3 separate regions of the Mus musculus genome follow, and all the other regions are linked to region 3. A link is a contact called in public Hi-C and HiChIP or PLAC-seq data. All regions are on one chromosome and are shown on one strand. The core of a region is the stretch at or near the end of the contact, and the rest is flanking DNA. Distances in the headings are between cores, read along the strand shown.

Region 1 (4,642 bases), core at 1,483-3,982, 260 kb after region 3:
AGGGAGAGGAGAGAGAGGAGAGAGAGAGAGGAGAGAGGGAGAGGAGAGAGAGAGAGAGAGAGAGAGGAGAGAGGGAGAGAGAGAGAGGAGAGAGAGAGAGAGGAGAGAGAGGAGAGAGAGGAGAGAGAGAGGAGAGAGAGAGAGGAGAGAGAGGAGAGAGAGAGAGGAGAGAGGGAGAGAGAGAGAGGAGAGAGAGAGAGAGGAGAGAGAGGAGAGAGAGGAGAGAGAGAGGAGAGAGAGAGAGGAGAGAGAGAGAGAGGAGAGAGAGGAGAGAGAGAGGAGAGAGAGAGAGGAGAGAGAGAGGAAAGAGAGAGAGAGAGAGAACACACAGTGGGGCTTGGATACAGCAGTAGCTCTGTTTTCTTAGTGAGATGGAGAAGGAAATCTCCTGAACACCAGAGGCTAAAATTATTTCAATTCCTATAACGGGAATGAAGGCAAGAAATGAACTCTGTGCAGACTCGTCCAGTGCAAGAGAGGGGAAAGTGACCCTAAGCAAAGCTGGCAGCTGGGCATTCCTCTGTGGCCAGGCCAGAATTCTACACACATCCCATTCACAAATTCTGTTACACGGCTAGCAAAGGCTAATGGGAGGGGAGAGGGGAGAGAAAGAATGTGCAATTCAGATAACAAGTGACAACAATAACTCCCCAGAGGAATCCTGGGTCAAGCTGGGCATCTTAGGTAGGGCTCTAGAAGGTGCTGAGGTCACAGAGCCTCAGAGACCTCACTTGCATGTGAGGGATTGCTAGACAGCATCTATTGAGATGTGAGGACTGAAGTTTACAGTGGTTTCTCACTCTGAGACTTAGGTTTTACAGATGGGTGGGGCTAAAGTATAGAAGCTGGAAGGAACTGGAGTGGATCTGCTTCTTCCAAAAAAAAAAGTGCATGAAGATAGGGCAGGAAAGACAGCTCAGCAGCTAAGAACAGGACAGAGCCTGTATCATCCTGATTGGACTTTTAGCCTGCAAATGTGTGAACTGAATAAACCTCTTTTCTTTATAAAGGTAGCCTGCCTCTGGTATTTCATTATACTAATTGCAAAATGAATTAACAGAATTATTTTTGCAACCCCTAAACGATCAAAAGCCCAACAGAAATGCAAAGGACATTAACCATCGAGTTCGAAAAGCCTCAATAAGATGTTTTTAAAGATGCAAATGAAAACATGAGAGCCCTAATTTTAGTTTTATATCTCGGAAAATTTTTTAAAGCTTGGTAAAGCTAGAGTTAGTATTATAGGATGGGGGTGGGAAGTAGTCTGGAGGGTAACTGGTAAAGACCTGTAAAGGCTTAAATGCATGTATTCTTTAAGGCGACAATTAAACTTTTAGAAACGTTTCCTATAGAGGCAGATGCACACTCAAGTCACAGGCACAGATGTTCACAGCAGAATTGTTCGTAATAGCAAAAGGCTGGGGGCAAACTCAATATCCTTCAATCAGGGATTGATTGAATAATTATAGGTTCCTGGTATAAAAGAACACCAGGCAGCCACTCCTAAAGGATGCAGTGTCTACACACGTGCCTGTGAAGCCATCTCCAAGATCCTTGATGGGGTAGGAGCGTGTCAAGGATGACGACGAGATTTGATGGTGAGGAGGGTTTTTTTGTTTTTTGTTTTTGTTTTGTTTTTAAGGCTACAAACTTGATCTGGGAGAAAACCAGAGGAAGTGTGCAGACACAGTGGAGGTCTGGCTAAAGAGGAAAGCTATTCACTTCTCTGCCTCGTGCATTCTATTTTCCATTTTAACATCAGTGTGTGTGTGTGTGTGTGTGTGTGTGTGTGTGTGTGTGTATGTGTGTCTGTGTGTGTGTATGTGTCTGTGTGTGTGTCTGTGTGTCGTGTGTCTCTGTGTGTGTCTGTCTGTCTGTGTGTGTGTTTCTGTGTGTGTATGTGTGTGTCTGTGTGTGTGTGTTTGTGTGTGTTCCCACAGAGAGGTCAAAGGATAACTTTCCTGGAATGGTTCTGCACTTCCACTGTGTGGGTTTGGGGAATTAGCTAAGGTTGTCAGGGTTGACTACACTGTGTCTTTACCCACAGAGCCAGCCTCCAGCCTTCGAATCCCCATTTTAATAACAAGCTAATTGGACTGGAGAGATGGCTCAGTGATTAAGAGCACTTGCTGTTTTTGCAGAGGGCCTGGGTTCAGAGCCCAGCACCTAAATGGTGGCTCACAACCAACTTCAAGTTCTGTTCTAGGCGATCCAACACCTCTTCTAGCACCAGGCGTGTACATGGTGCACAGGCATGCATGCAGGCAAAACATGCATACACATAAGTTGAAAGAAATTAATCTAAAAGAAAAAATAGCTAATTAAAAATATTTAATAAACATTACGTTAAGATTGTAGAGGTCTGTGGTATTTTAGACTCTATGCCCCATTCAAGCAATGACAACGCATGGAAAATTAAATGATGGGGGCTCACCATGGAGGAACGAAGCTAGGGAAATGTATCTAACAAAATACAAGTGTCAGCATATGATAAACCGCAGACAGAGCAATGGCGCAGAGCCGCCCTGTGCCCACTCTGGAAAGGAGCGCGCCCAAGACCACGCGCTTTCAGGGCGCACGCAGGATCCTCGGAGCCATTTCTCCTTCCGATCCATGAGAGACCCCACGGTGTCCCTAACGGTGACGCGAGTGGGTCCCGCGGGCTGGAGCGGTGCAGCCGCTGGGACCCGCGGTCCCATCCGCAGGCTTTGCGGTGGCTGCCCCGCCCTCCCCATCCGGCCCGGGTCAGGCTCTTTCCCGAGGCCACAGTGCGACCCAGCGGGCCGCGGGGAAACTGCGCCCGCCGCCGGGGACACCGGGAGCCGCCGGCGGAGAGTATTTGCCAAATCAACGTTGCCAGATCTGATTATCTTTCTTGCTTTCTCACATCTGATGATGTGGCTGAAAACGAAAGTTCTGGGACGTTCTGGTGACTTGGGGAGGGGGGTGGGGTGGAGGTTCTGGTTTACAGTTTTCACACTTTTGATAGTTTGGGAGCCCAAAGAAGGAACCCTGGCTTTCCTCTCAAGGGTGATTCTGACAATCATGCAAAATCTATTTATAATCGCGCAAGCCGACTCAACCTAAAGCTGCCTGCTTCTGCATTTAGCCTCTTGTACAGACAGAAGCGACCCTGAGTTGAGGAAACAGAAAACAGAAGTAATGGGTCAACCGCAGCACTCACACTCAGATTTTACATTTATTGTTGATTGAACATTAAATGGCTAATACTGTGTATATAATGCTGCGCCCTTGTCCAACGTACCAGTGATGCGCAATGGATGCCCCACCATTGGTTAGTTCAGTCCCTATTATATATAATGATATGTTATATATAATGTATAATATGCATCATATAATATCTGTAATTATATAAATATTTATATAATATAGATGTAATATTATAATATATTAGATAAATATATATAATAGATAATAGAGTAAAAACATATTTTACAAGGGAAAATACCCTCAGAATGTAAGATTCAGTTTGAGGTGTTGGTGGCCAACTTAAAAATATAAGTAGCTTCCTTCTTAGAAGTGGGACTCAAAATACCCATTGGAGGAGATACAGAGACAAAGTGTGGAGCAGAAACTGAAAGAAACGCCATCCAGAGAATGTCCCACATGGGGATTCATCCCATATACAGTCAACACACCCAGACATTACTGTGGATGCCAACAAGTGCTTGCTGACAGGAGCCTGATATAGCTGTCTCCTGAGAGGCTCTGCCAGTACCTGGCAAATACAGAAGTGGAGGCTCACAGCCATCCATTGGACTGACCACAGGGTCCCTAATGGAGGAGCTAGAGAAAGGACCCAAGGAGCTGAAGGGGTTTGCAGCCCCATAGAAGGAACAACAATATGAACTAACCAGAAACTCCAGGGCTCCCTGGGACTAAACCAGCAACCAAAGAAAACACATGGAAGGACCCATGGCTCCAGCTGCATATGTAGCAGAGGATGGCCTTGTGGGACATCAATGAGAGGAGAGGTCCTTGGTCTTGTGAAGGCTTGATGCCTCAGTGTAGGGGAATGTCAGGACAGGGAAGCAGGAGTGGGTGGGTTAGTGAGGGAGGGGGAACGGGGATGGGATGGGGGGGGTGGAGGGGAAATGAGGAAAGGGGATAAAATTTGAAATGTAAATAAAGAAAATATCTAGAAAATCTCTAATAAAAGTGTGTGTGTGTGTGTGTGTGTGTGTGTGTGTGTGTGTGTGTGTGAAATTAAACAAAATGAGTAGGGGGAAATACCTGTGCATACAGACAGATGCATTTTGTCACAGGGAAACTTGAAACATGAAGTAAGGTAACAATTTGAAATACTGCTTTCTTTCCCTCCCTTTTGTTTAAGCACATGTTGTTGGCCTTGAACTCACTGTATAACCCAGGCTGGCCTGGAACTCCAGGCAATCCTCCTGCCTCACACCTCCTGAGTGCTAGAATTACAGATGTGTGACACCTGTTTGGTTGGTTGGTTGGTTGGTTGGTTTAATGTGAATGATCCTTTGTGAATTGGTGTGTACTATATGCATCCGGGAGCCTGCAGAGTTCAGAAGAAAGCATTGGATCCTGTGGAACTGAGGTTATAAACAGTTAGTTGTAAGCCCATGTGTGTGTGTGGGGGGGGGGGGAACTGAAC
Region 2 (4,600 bases), core at 248-2,747, 500 kb after region 3:
TGGAAACATTTACTACACAGTTACAAAATGTGTTACTTCAAAGTTTCAGATAAAATTTCCCAGCACCTAAGAGGTGGAAGCAGGAGGATCAGGAGTTTGATGTGCTCCCCTGCACCCCATAAAAATAATTTAAAAAAATAGGTTGGTCAGGTAGACCTTGGCCAGGGATGGGTGCATGTCTGGCAAAGCTCGGGGACCCCACGAGCTCTTCTCCTGCTGATGGATTCATAGGAAAGGGGATGGCTGTAGCTCTGCCCTACTGGCTCTGATACTCTAGCCACGCAGTAGTGTGGTGGGTGGTATGCTGATTGGCAAAATGCACCAACTTAGTGGGTTCCATGGGGTCTGCATTCTAACAGGGGCTGCTCGCTGCATAAAGCAAAGCTCTGTGAGTCCCCAGTGTCCTGAGGTGGAGACAGACAAGATCTACAGCTGTCTTTTTGGAGGCAGTTTTTGCTTGGCAACTAAGAGCTACCAAGTGTCACTTGGGACCAGAAACTGCCTGCTGCCCAAGCTCACAATTTGTCAAGGGAAAAAAAAAACCAATATTTTTATGAAATCCTAGGATTTCATAATGTTGTCACCAAGTATATTAGGCAGTCAGAATTCCTAGAAATTAATTCTTTGCCACAGAAAACATATCAGTGGGCCATAGTCAGATTCCTAGATAGCAGCTTTGCTAACTAGGGAAGCTCATCTTTGATTATCTCTCATAAAAAAGAGAAAGTTTTGTTACTGAGCATAAAATATGTTTCAAAGTGACTTATTCTATATTTCAAGGTTACTTGTGTTTTTGCTGCTGAATTCTGGAGACTTAAAAAAAAAGAAATTATTACAAGTTTGTCATTAAAATCAGCTCACCTATTGGTTTTAACGGTTAGAGTTATTTTTATAGTCAGCAGAAATAATGTTAGCCTCTCTTCATTATAAATTTTAGGCATTTTTAAAATATGTAGCTAGCAGGTGCTTCGGGTACCCTCTGCCTCTGCATCCTTGGTTTCATGTCAGTCCAAACAACACCATTCGTGGCCAGCCTTTGTTTCATTCGGTTCACCCCACATACTGATTCTCTCTCTCTCCCCCTCTTCATCTCTCTCTCCTTGGAGCTGGATATGGAGTTCACGGTCTCCCATGTGCTTAGCTACACCTCACCCAGCTGCTTGCTTTTGAGGAATGAGTGGTTGGTCCTGGTATCTTGCAACTCCATCTGTTGTTATGCTCCTAACATTTGTTTAATGGTGACTACATTTTCTGGGGCTGGAGAGACCGTTCAGTTCAGCCATTCAGCAGAGCACTGAGGAAGTAGGAAGTGGGTGTCGGTTGGTACCTGCGTGTGGATGGGCATGGAGATGGTAGGGGAGGCGTGTGTGTGATTGCAGCCAGATAGGAGAATACAGAAAGTTTCGTCCATGGCAGGTAACTGTTTAGAGACTTAAAGGGAAGTGGCCTTCACCGACTGGAGAGTAGAAGGGGAACAGAAAGTCAGGGAACGGAGAAAACGGGATGACTGTGCAGGTTTTAGAGTTCCTCTTTTAGGCGAAGAGAGTGTTCTGTCAGAGAGCATGGTGAGACACCCATGTGCCAAAACTGCCATTGGATTGTGCACCTTAAGCATGAGTTATCTGGTAAGTGAATCAAATTGCAAAGGCTTTTGTTTTGGGGAGAGTTTTAAGAAGCCCCCTGGCTACAGTTTAAAGAATGATGGAGGAAGGCGGGAAGGATCCAGAACATTGGTCAGGAGGCTGTTGCCAGTCATAGCTGTTAAGAACGGGTGGGAACATGCTAGGAGATATATCTTTGAAGGTCATTTATGCTGGTGAACGTAAATATATGACTTTAAATTGGCTTTGTTTGGCTTTTTGAAACTGCAGTCCAGGGTGGCCTTGAGCTCCTTTATAACTTTGAACTCCAACCCCTCTGCTTCTCTCTCCCTAGTTTTGAGGTTACAGAAGTGCTCCCCCACGCCCAGATAGCTCTTTAAGTTTCATCTTTTCTTTTGGGAACAGGGATCATCGCTATGGCCCTGGCTGTCCTGGAAGTCACTATGTGGTACAGGCCTCAACCTCTCAGAGGTCCACCGGCTTCTGTCTCCCGCGGGCTTGGATTAAATGTGTGTGCACCAGCACACCTGGCCTTATTTTAAATTTTTAATATGGTATTTTTTTCTAAGAAAGTAATCTTTCCTTAATCGTCTGATATGTATTATCCAGTATAAATGTTAACTACTGTGGGACTTTTTCTTTTTCTTTTTTTTTTCTGTCCTGGAACTCACTCTGTAGACCAGGCTGGTCTCAAACTCAGATATCCACCTGCCTCTGCCTCCCAAGCTCTGGGCTTAAAGGCGTGCGCCACCATCGTCCAGCAAAAAATGTGTAGCCCAGGCTGGCCTCGAACTTGTGATCCTCCTGCCTCTGCCTCCTTCAGCAAATCCTACTGACATGTGCCACTACTACCAGCAGGAACTTTTTCGACTAATATCTTTCTGTATTTTCAGTTTGAGGGGAAAGATGGATTTGTCAATATTCATAACAGTGTTCCTTTAAGGGATAGTTTGTCATGCTTTCACTTGGATGATCATCCATTAAGAGCAGCAGAGAGAGCTAGGGAGACGGTTCAGGGATTAAAGGCGAGGCTCACAATCAAAACATTGAGAATAGCAGAAAGAGCCAAGTAAAAAATAATTTAAAAGAAAACAAACAAGAAATAATAGGCGAGTCAGATGGACCTTAGCCAGGAATGGGGGTCATATCCAGCAAAGTTCAGGGACCTGGTGAGCTGTCCCAAGCCTGACTTTCTCCTGCTGATGGAAATCTAGGAATGTTATCGGCCACAAAAGCCGTGGTACATTGAAGGCTAGTGTGTTCTGTTGACTCCAAGCTCCTAGGTCTGTCAGTGAGATCTGTGGTAATGACACCATGGTTTTCGGGGAAGGACACAAGAAGATTGGCAGCAATGTGAGGTGTATGGGTCCCAAATCCCAGGTATCTAACTTAACGGTCCACCCCCGAGCCCTGGGTGCTATCCCTCTCTGTAGACCTGTATCTGATGGTGCCTTAAAAGGTTTATATCAGTGGTGACAGTCACAGCTAAACCACAAATAGTGTCTGTTTGTGCCGTGCATTGTGCTGGTTGCTTTTCTGTATATTTTTTTTATCACAGATTTCTCAAAACAAGCTTGAGACTTAAAATGTTAAATGTTTTACATATAAGGAAGCTCAGAGGCTAAGACACTTGTCCAGGGCCATCAGTCCTTGATACGATACCCTACTTCCTTTAAAGCCACACCATCGTTGACAAGCTTTTGCAAGACCTAGGGTAGTGGTTTTGTAATCTGTAGGCTTTATAGGTGCACAAACCGGTCATTCCAGCTCTCAGGAGGTGGAAGCAGGAAGGTCAGGAGTTTCGCATTATCCTTGAGGCCAGCCTGGGCTACAAGAGATTCTCAGAAAGAAAAGGCAGGAGCTGGGCGTGGTGGCACATGCCTTTAATCCCTGCACTTGGGAGGCAGAGGCAGGTGGTAAGAAAAGAAAAGAAAAGGAGAGGCGAGGAGAGGAGGGGAGGGGAGGGGAGGGGAGAGAAGAGAAAAGGCAGGAAAAACCAAAACCAACCAACCAAATTCCCAAACACCAGAAACATGGAATCTCTTTGGCAAGATCACTGTGATTTCTGACTCAGTGACATATGTGTTCTCCATGAGGTCATTAACCTGCTATTATTTTGACTACTGGTTAATTTCAGAACTCACTAAATATGTATCTTAGGGTTCAGTAAGTTCTAAAAACCCTTTTGAGGGTTTCTTAAAAAACATATTGTCTTTTCAAACATAATAGAATAATATAGTAATTTTTTTTGTTCTCAATCCTTTTGGTAATTATCAAGGTAGTTATTGAGTTTATTTCATTTACATTTCTCTCCTTTTGCTTATTTTGCCAAAATATCCAGATGGCATAGTTTATGTACAAATACTATTTTTTATTTCTAAAAGATTCTCAGCCCGTCATCTCATGTAGCCTAGGTTAACCTTGAACTTGCTATATAGAAGAAACTGGTCTTGAACTCCTAATTTACCTCATCATCTCCCCAGTGTTGAATTTACAAGTATGTGACACCACCTACATTTTGAAATCACTATATATATGTATATGTGTATATATATATATATATATATATATATATGAAAAATATATACATACTACACACACACACATATCAGAAGTAAAATGCCACAGATTAAGGCAAGAGGGTCAATGGGGACTATTCTGGTTGTAAGCAGGGCAGTCTCTCAGGTGTTCCTAGTGATCTGGTAGTAAAGTTTCAGATCCATCAAGATGAATTACCAAAAGTAGAATACAACACAACAATTTATCCCAGTATCCCCGTCCCCAGAATCCCTTGTTTCTGGCCCTTCAGCCTCCAGGGCTACCCAGACAAATTACAGGGACCTCTGCCTCAGCTTTCTTCTCATGCACTTTGGCTTGTCCATCACTTCTTCTACCACCACACTCTCAAGGCGCTGGAGTTTCAAGGAAGACGGCCCTGGGGCTGAGAGAGCATCTCTTCTAATTTTATTTTCTAGGACCTCTGTGCGGTCTTGTGGTTT
Region 3 (4,769 bases), core at 800-3,299:
GGAGCTAGGAATGTACACAAGAATTAGTAATAGCCAGGTGGTGGTGGCACATGCCTTTAATCCCAGCATTTGGGAGGCAGAGACAGGTAGATTTCTGAGTTTGAGGCCAGCCTGGTCTACAAAGTAAGTTCCAGGACAGCCAGGGGTAATTCAGCAACAGCTGGATTGTGTGTGTGTGTGTGTGTGTGTGTGTGTGGTGGTGGTTGTTGTTTTGAGTTTTTATGAAGATGGGGTGTGAGTTAGGTCTCAAAGTTGCTATATAGTCAAAGATGGCCTTGCCTGTCAGATGCTCCTGTCTCGACCTCCCAAGTGTCAGCACTACAGGCGTGGAGCACTTGCCATTGTTACATGGTGCTGGGGACTGAAGTCAAGGTTTTGTACACACTAGGAAAGCACTCTGCCGACTCAGCCATATCTCTATCCACTGATTGGATTTTGACAGCTAATGTGCAGTGTCAGAGCAAAGCACGTGGTAAGTGCCTGGGAGGCCCTGGGAATAATTTCCAGCACCAAAACAGTAATCAAGATGATAATAATAATAATAGCCAGGCTGTGGGGGCGCACACCTTTAATCTAGCACTCAGGGGGAGGAAGAGGAAGGTGGGTCTCTGAGTTGGAGGCCAACCTGGTCTACAGGGCAAGTTCTAGGACAGCCAGGGCTATGCAGAGAAAACCTGTCTCAAAAGCAAAACAAAAAGATAATAATAACAACAATAATTATAACAATAATAATGCCAGATCAAGATGTCATACTTTCCTAGGCTCATTTCCGCTCTGTCCTAACACACAGATCCCATATCCTACGCCATGCCCAGCAGGCCACAGAATGCACATTTGCTTCCCACAATGACCCGAGCTGCATTAGACACTTTAGTATTTCATTGTGAATTTTTCCTTGCTTTGCTAAGTTTTGCTATTCTTTGGTTTTAATAATATATATTTATCATACTGTGTTGTTCTCGGTGGTAAAATAAAGTATGTCAACTACAGGAGAATGAAGGTTTGGCTAGCTATAATCTCAGTAAGGACCAGGGGCTAAAAACAATGAAGAAAACAAGGAAGAAAATAAAACTCTGGTCCCTAAATTTCATCTTAGGTTGTTATCTTCACTGCTACCTTGAGAAACACCTTCTCAGAGGCCAATTATGAATATAGAAATAAGTGGTATTTCTGTTGATTATTTTTTTCTTAGACAGGATCTGGAACCCTGATTGAGCTGGAATTTGCTGTGGAAATCACACTGACCGTGAACTCAGAGATCTCCTGCCCCTGCCTCCGAGTGCTGGGATTAAAAGCATACACAAGGTCACCATATGTGGCCACAGGAAGTGGCCTGTAAAAAAAAAAATCCAACACTGGCAAAAGAGAAGCCAAGCAGCTTACATCTGTCTGGACCGTTTTGGCTTCATTTGAATTCAGGATGGGAAGAACTTCGGGGAGTGAGTTCACCCGCCGGCGAGAGCTGGGCTCCTGGATCTCCACAGAAGCCGTGATGGGGATGGGACGCAGCTTGTCTCTGATGTTCTCCTGCAAAGGGGGCAGGGACACAGTCAGTGTGCCCAAATGCCAACGGACCTCCGAAACGATGGCAGAGCAGAGATGAACGGTGCTGTTCAGAAACTAAGCGTCTCACAGAACACCGGAGTCCTGTGGAGACGACCCTGGCACACACTCACCTGCAGCCAGAGGGTCTCCTCCATGCACGCCCGCTGCTTCTGCCGATTCAGGGTCAGCTCCTGAGTATACTTTGGCTCGGAACCTTGGTTTCGAAACTGAACTCTCGATGACAACCCTGACTTTCTTCTTTCTTTTTCAGCTTCGAGAATACCCAAAATTGCTAGGTTGGAATGAACAAAATCACGTTAACTTAAAGTGCATCTTCACACCCCCTGAACTACAAAGAAGATGAGTTCTTTTACAGCACTTGCCCCAGAACCTTCGCCTCTCAGAATCTCCTGGAAGGGGGCCTTCTGGTGACCAGAGGGGTTTTTAATCCAATTGTTCTTCCCAGTGCTGTTAGTGTTTTAAATTCTCACTGGACCACCTGGGGGCGCTCGAGAACAAGCTAGAACCTTCTGCAGCAGCTAGGAACCCATCAGTTTCTGGCTGAATATCTGAAACTCAAAGAATACTAAAGATAACTGGAAATCCCCAATGTTCCTGCCCCGGGACTCTTTCAGCCTATGCGTCATGACCTTGGCGGGGGAGAGTCCTTGCTATTTGAAAAGTTGTCTGAGAAAGCAGGCTCCTACAGCAGAACTGGTATTTGCATTATAGCACTGGTAATCAAAGGAGACACATATATTAAAGATAGAAGTCACTGAGAGCAGGAAGAGACACCTGTAATCTCAGTTCTTGGGAACAAGGGGTGCGTTCTTTTACAGGACTGCCATGAACTCAAAGCTACCTTCAGTTACAGTGTGAGTCTGTCTGAAAAAAACAGATTAAAAAGATAGATAGATAATAGATAGAATGGTAGATGACAGACAGATCTGGCTGACATGTGTTCAGTAGCCGGAAGCCAGTTGTTTAGCCTCACACAGCTTTTATACACAAGTCTCCAGCCTGCAGCAGAGGTGGCCAGCTGCTCCGTGGAGGCAGGCCAGGATCGGGACTGTCAGGAGCTCACTTCTGGACTCTGGAATGCATTCTTCACTGGGTCACTGGATGGGGCTACTAACTATGCTTCTCATGGGCCAATACTTCAATCACTTGCATTCATTAAGCACTTGCTAAACCCATCAGAGGAAAGAAAGCACAGGAGTGTACACAGGGAGGAGAAGTCAGCCTCCAAGAAAAACTCAAGAAAATGGAGAAAGCTTATAGTCTACCATTCATGCGAGGGGGAAGGAAATGTCTTTTGAGTGTTTGTTGTTTGTTTGAGACAAATTTCACGTGGCCCTGGCTGCCTGGAACTGCTCCTCCTTCCTGCACGTCCCGAGTGCTGGAGTTACAAGCATGCACCATCACACCTGCTTCATACAGTGCTAGAATGGAACCAGTGCTTTATACTTACTTACACAGCGCCGGGATTAGACCAGGACTTTGTGCATACTAGGCAAGCATTGTACTAACCAAGCCATTTATACTTCTGGCCATGAGACTGTGCGTTTTAATGTCCTCTTTATAAATTAAGAAAGGGCAGCCGGGCATGGTGGTGCATGCCTTTAATCCCAGCACTTGGGAGGCAGAGGCAGGTGGATTTCTGAATTCCAGGCCAGCCTGGTCTACAAAGTAAGTTTCAGGACAGCCAGGGCTACAACACAGAGAAACCCTGTCTTGAAAAACCAAAAAGTAAGAACGGAAATTCTGAACCCTACAGCAAAGGGCAGCATCATCAACAGCTCCAAGTCTCTACCTGGCACACAAAAGCTGGCTGCTTTATACAGAGGCTTAGAGGCCAGGTCTCACCGCCCTTCCCCTTCTGCACTGGCCCCTCTCCTCCTCCTCCTCTCTATCCTCCCCAACTCCAAACTAAACCCTAATCCATTACTCTTCAGATCTTGACCCAGACTTTAACCCAAAAGCCTGTCCTGGCTCCTCCTGAGCCACTGAGAAAATTCTACCTCTGAGGCTATACACTGGGACTTACTGTCCTGCAGAGTGTGGAGGAACTAAGGACAAAGACTGCATCACCCTTGTTCACCAACTGCCACACTTGATAAAAATATCATCCACAGGACAGATGAGTGGAATGGAGTACCTGGCCCCATGCCACCCTACGCAGGGCGTGACACGTATGCATGTGCACACAGTGTGATGCAATCTCTGCACTGAAATCCTATTCACATAGGTAAGACCAAAATTTAGAAGCACTGGCAGTTTCAATAGCAATTTCTCTGTCCATCTGAGATATTCTTAAATGTCACGACTGCCAAATGGAATGCCCCTCATTTTTGGCCTTCTGCAGCCCTGACACCATCCACTTATCAGTGACCTGCTAACTTCCCGATGAACCAAATGAAGGCTCCCAGGCTGAGTGCCCCTCAGGGCAGAAGTAGAGGAGGGCATGGGTACATTAAAACCGTTTAGCTACCAAACCCTCGCTGACCTCTGTAACCTCCAGACAACTCACATCATCTTAAAATCCTTGTAGGTCACCTGTGCTGACCTCCTGAGGAACAAGCCAAGAAAACTCATTAAGGCTCAATTATAAATATCTGTGCATGCAACATCGCACGAAGAGGGCTGTCAAGCTAAAATATCGTGGCCCCACAATAAGCTCACTCTTGGGATACTGGGATATGATGCTGAATGTATTATACTTCTTCAGCTTTGTGGAAATTCTGTTTTATTTCACTGTAAAGTTATTACTGTGGAAGTATAATGAAAGAGTTCTTCCAAGTGAAGAGGCCCACCTATCACAGGCTGCAATAAACACGCAGGTAATGGAATGGGTACATACTATAAAGGAGACGCACATAGCAACAGATGTTGCATTAAGGCTAGAGGAAAGCTCATAACCCCGCTCTATAAAGGCAGTTGTTGGATGGAGCACACCGGTGAGATCTGACACTTATCGTCAAACAATGGTTTGAGGGGGGAAATGTTTTCTCATTTCTTCTCCCTTTACAAGAATCCAGTCTACTCTTATTTCTTGAATTCATTACAAATGCAGGTAAAAAGCATCCAGGTGAAGAAGGTGTGTGTTTGCTTATCATCAAAAAACATGTAACAAGGGGGCTGGAGAGATGGCTCAGCGGTTAAGAGCACTGACTGCTCTTCCAAAGGTCTCGAGTTCAATTCCCAGCAACCACATGGTAGCTCAC

Evidence for each region. A called contact is a pair of places that touch in the nucleus more often than the background predicts. HiChIP or PLAC-seq counts read pairs in DNA pulled down with a chosen protein or histone mark.
Region 1: an H3K4me3 HiChIP or PLAC-seq map of bone marrow-derived macrophages shows a contact between it and region 3, with 9 times the contacts expected there. The contact joins two enhancer-like sites. A contact is called at or near these places in 2 of 39 promoter capture datasets (both in embryonic stem cells), 5 of 15 datasets of contacts at CTCF or cohesin (embryonic stem cells, large pre-B cells, pro-B cells and 1 more), 41 of 484 Hi-C or Micro-C datasets (B cells, CD8 T cells, the CH12 cell line and 24 more), 21 of 115 datasets of contacts at active chromatin or transcription factors (the 230-238 cell line, the HPC-7 cell line, Th17 cells and 13 more) and 3 of 9 other capture datasets (adipose tissue, liver and pancreatic islet).
Region 2: a contact with region 3 is called in a Hi-C map of bone marrow-derived macrophages, with 11 read pairs. The contact joins two enhancer-like sites. A contact is called at or near these places in 2 of 484 Hi-C or Micro-C datasets (bone marrow-derived macrophages and cortical neurons), 1 of 115 datasets of contacts at active chromatin or transcription factors (bone marrow-derived macrophages) and 1 of 9 other capture datasets (liver).

Annotation. Positions count from the first base shown.
Region 1 is chr2:71,579,276-71,583,917 of GRCm38.p6, reverse strand. No RefSeq gene overlaps it. Among named protein-coding and RNA genes, the nearest start is that of Gm36857, 9.7 kb to the left of the region's middle. Within about 2 kb of position 2,732, at least 176 of the 459 cell types and tissues checked have an H3K27ac peak or open chromatin away from gene starts, as enhancers often do. A contact at or near this core is called in the CH12 cell line, bone marrow-derived macrophages and neural stem cells, where this site is marked.
Region 2 is chr2:71,335,183-71,339,782 of GRCm38.p6, reverse strand. The region is part of intron 3 of Slc25a12 (solute carrier family 25 (mitochondrial carrier, Aralar), member 12); the gene reads left to right. Among named protein-coding and RNA genes, the nearest start is that of Slc25a12, 30 kb to the left of the region's middle. Within about 2 kb of position 1,497, at least 87 of the 459 cell types and tissues checked have an H3K27ac peak or open chromatin away from gene starts, as enhancers often do. A contact at or near this core is called in bone marrow-derived macrophages, where this site is marked.
Region 3 is chr2:71,835,336-71,840,104 of GRCm38.p6, reverse strand. It overlaps Itga6 (integrin alpha 6), which reads right to left. Exons shown (of 26, transcript NM_008397.4): 12 at 1,677-1,837; 13 at 1,384-1,527. Among named protein-coding and RNA genes, the nearest start is that of Pdk1, 36 kb to the left of the region's middle. Within about 2 kb of position 2,049, at least 20 of the 459 cell types and tissues checked have an H3K27ac peak or open chromatin away from gene starts, as enhancers often do. A contact at or near this core is called in the CH12 cell line, bone marrow-derived macrophages and neural stem cells, where this site is marked.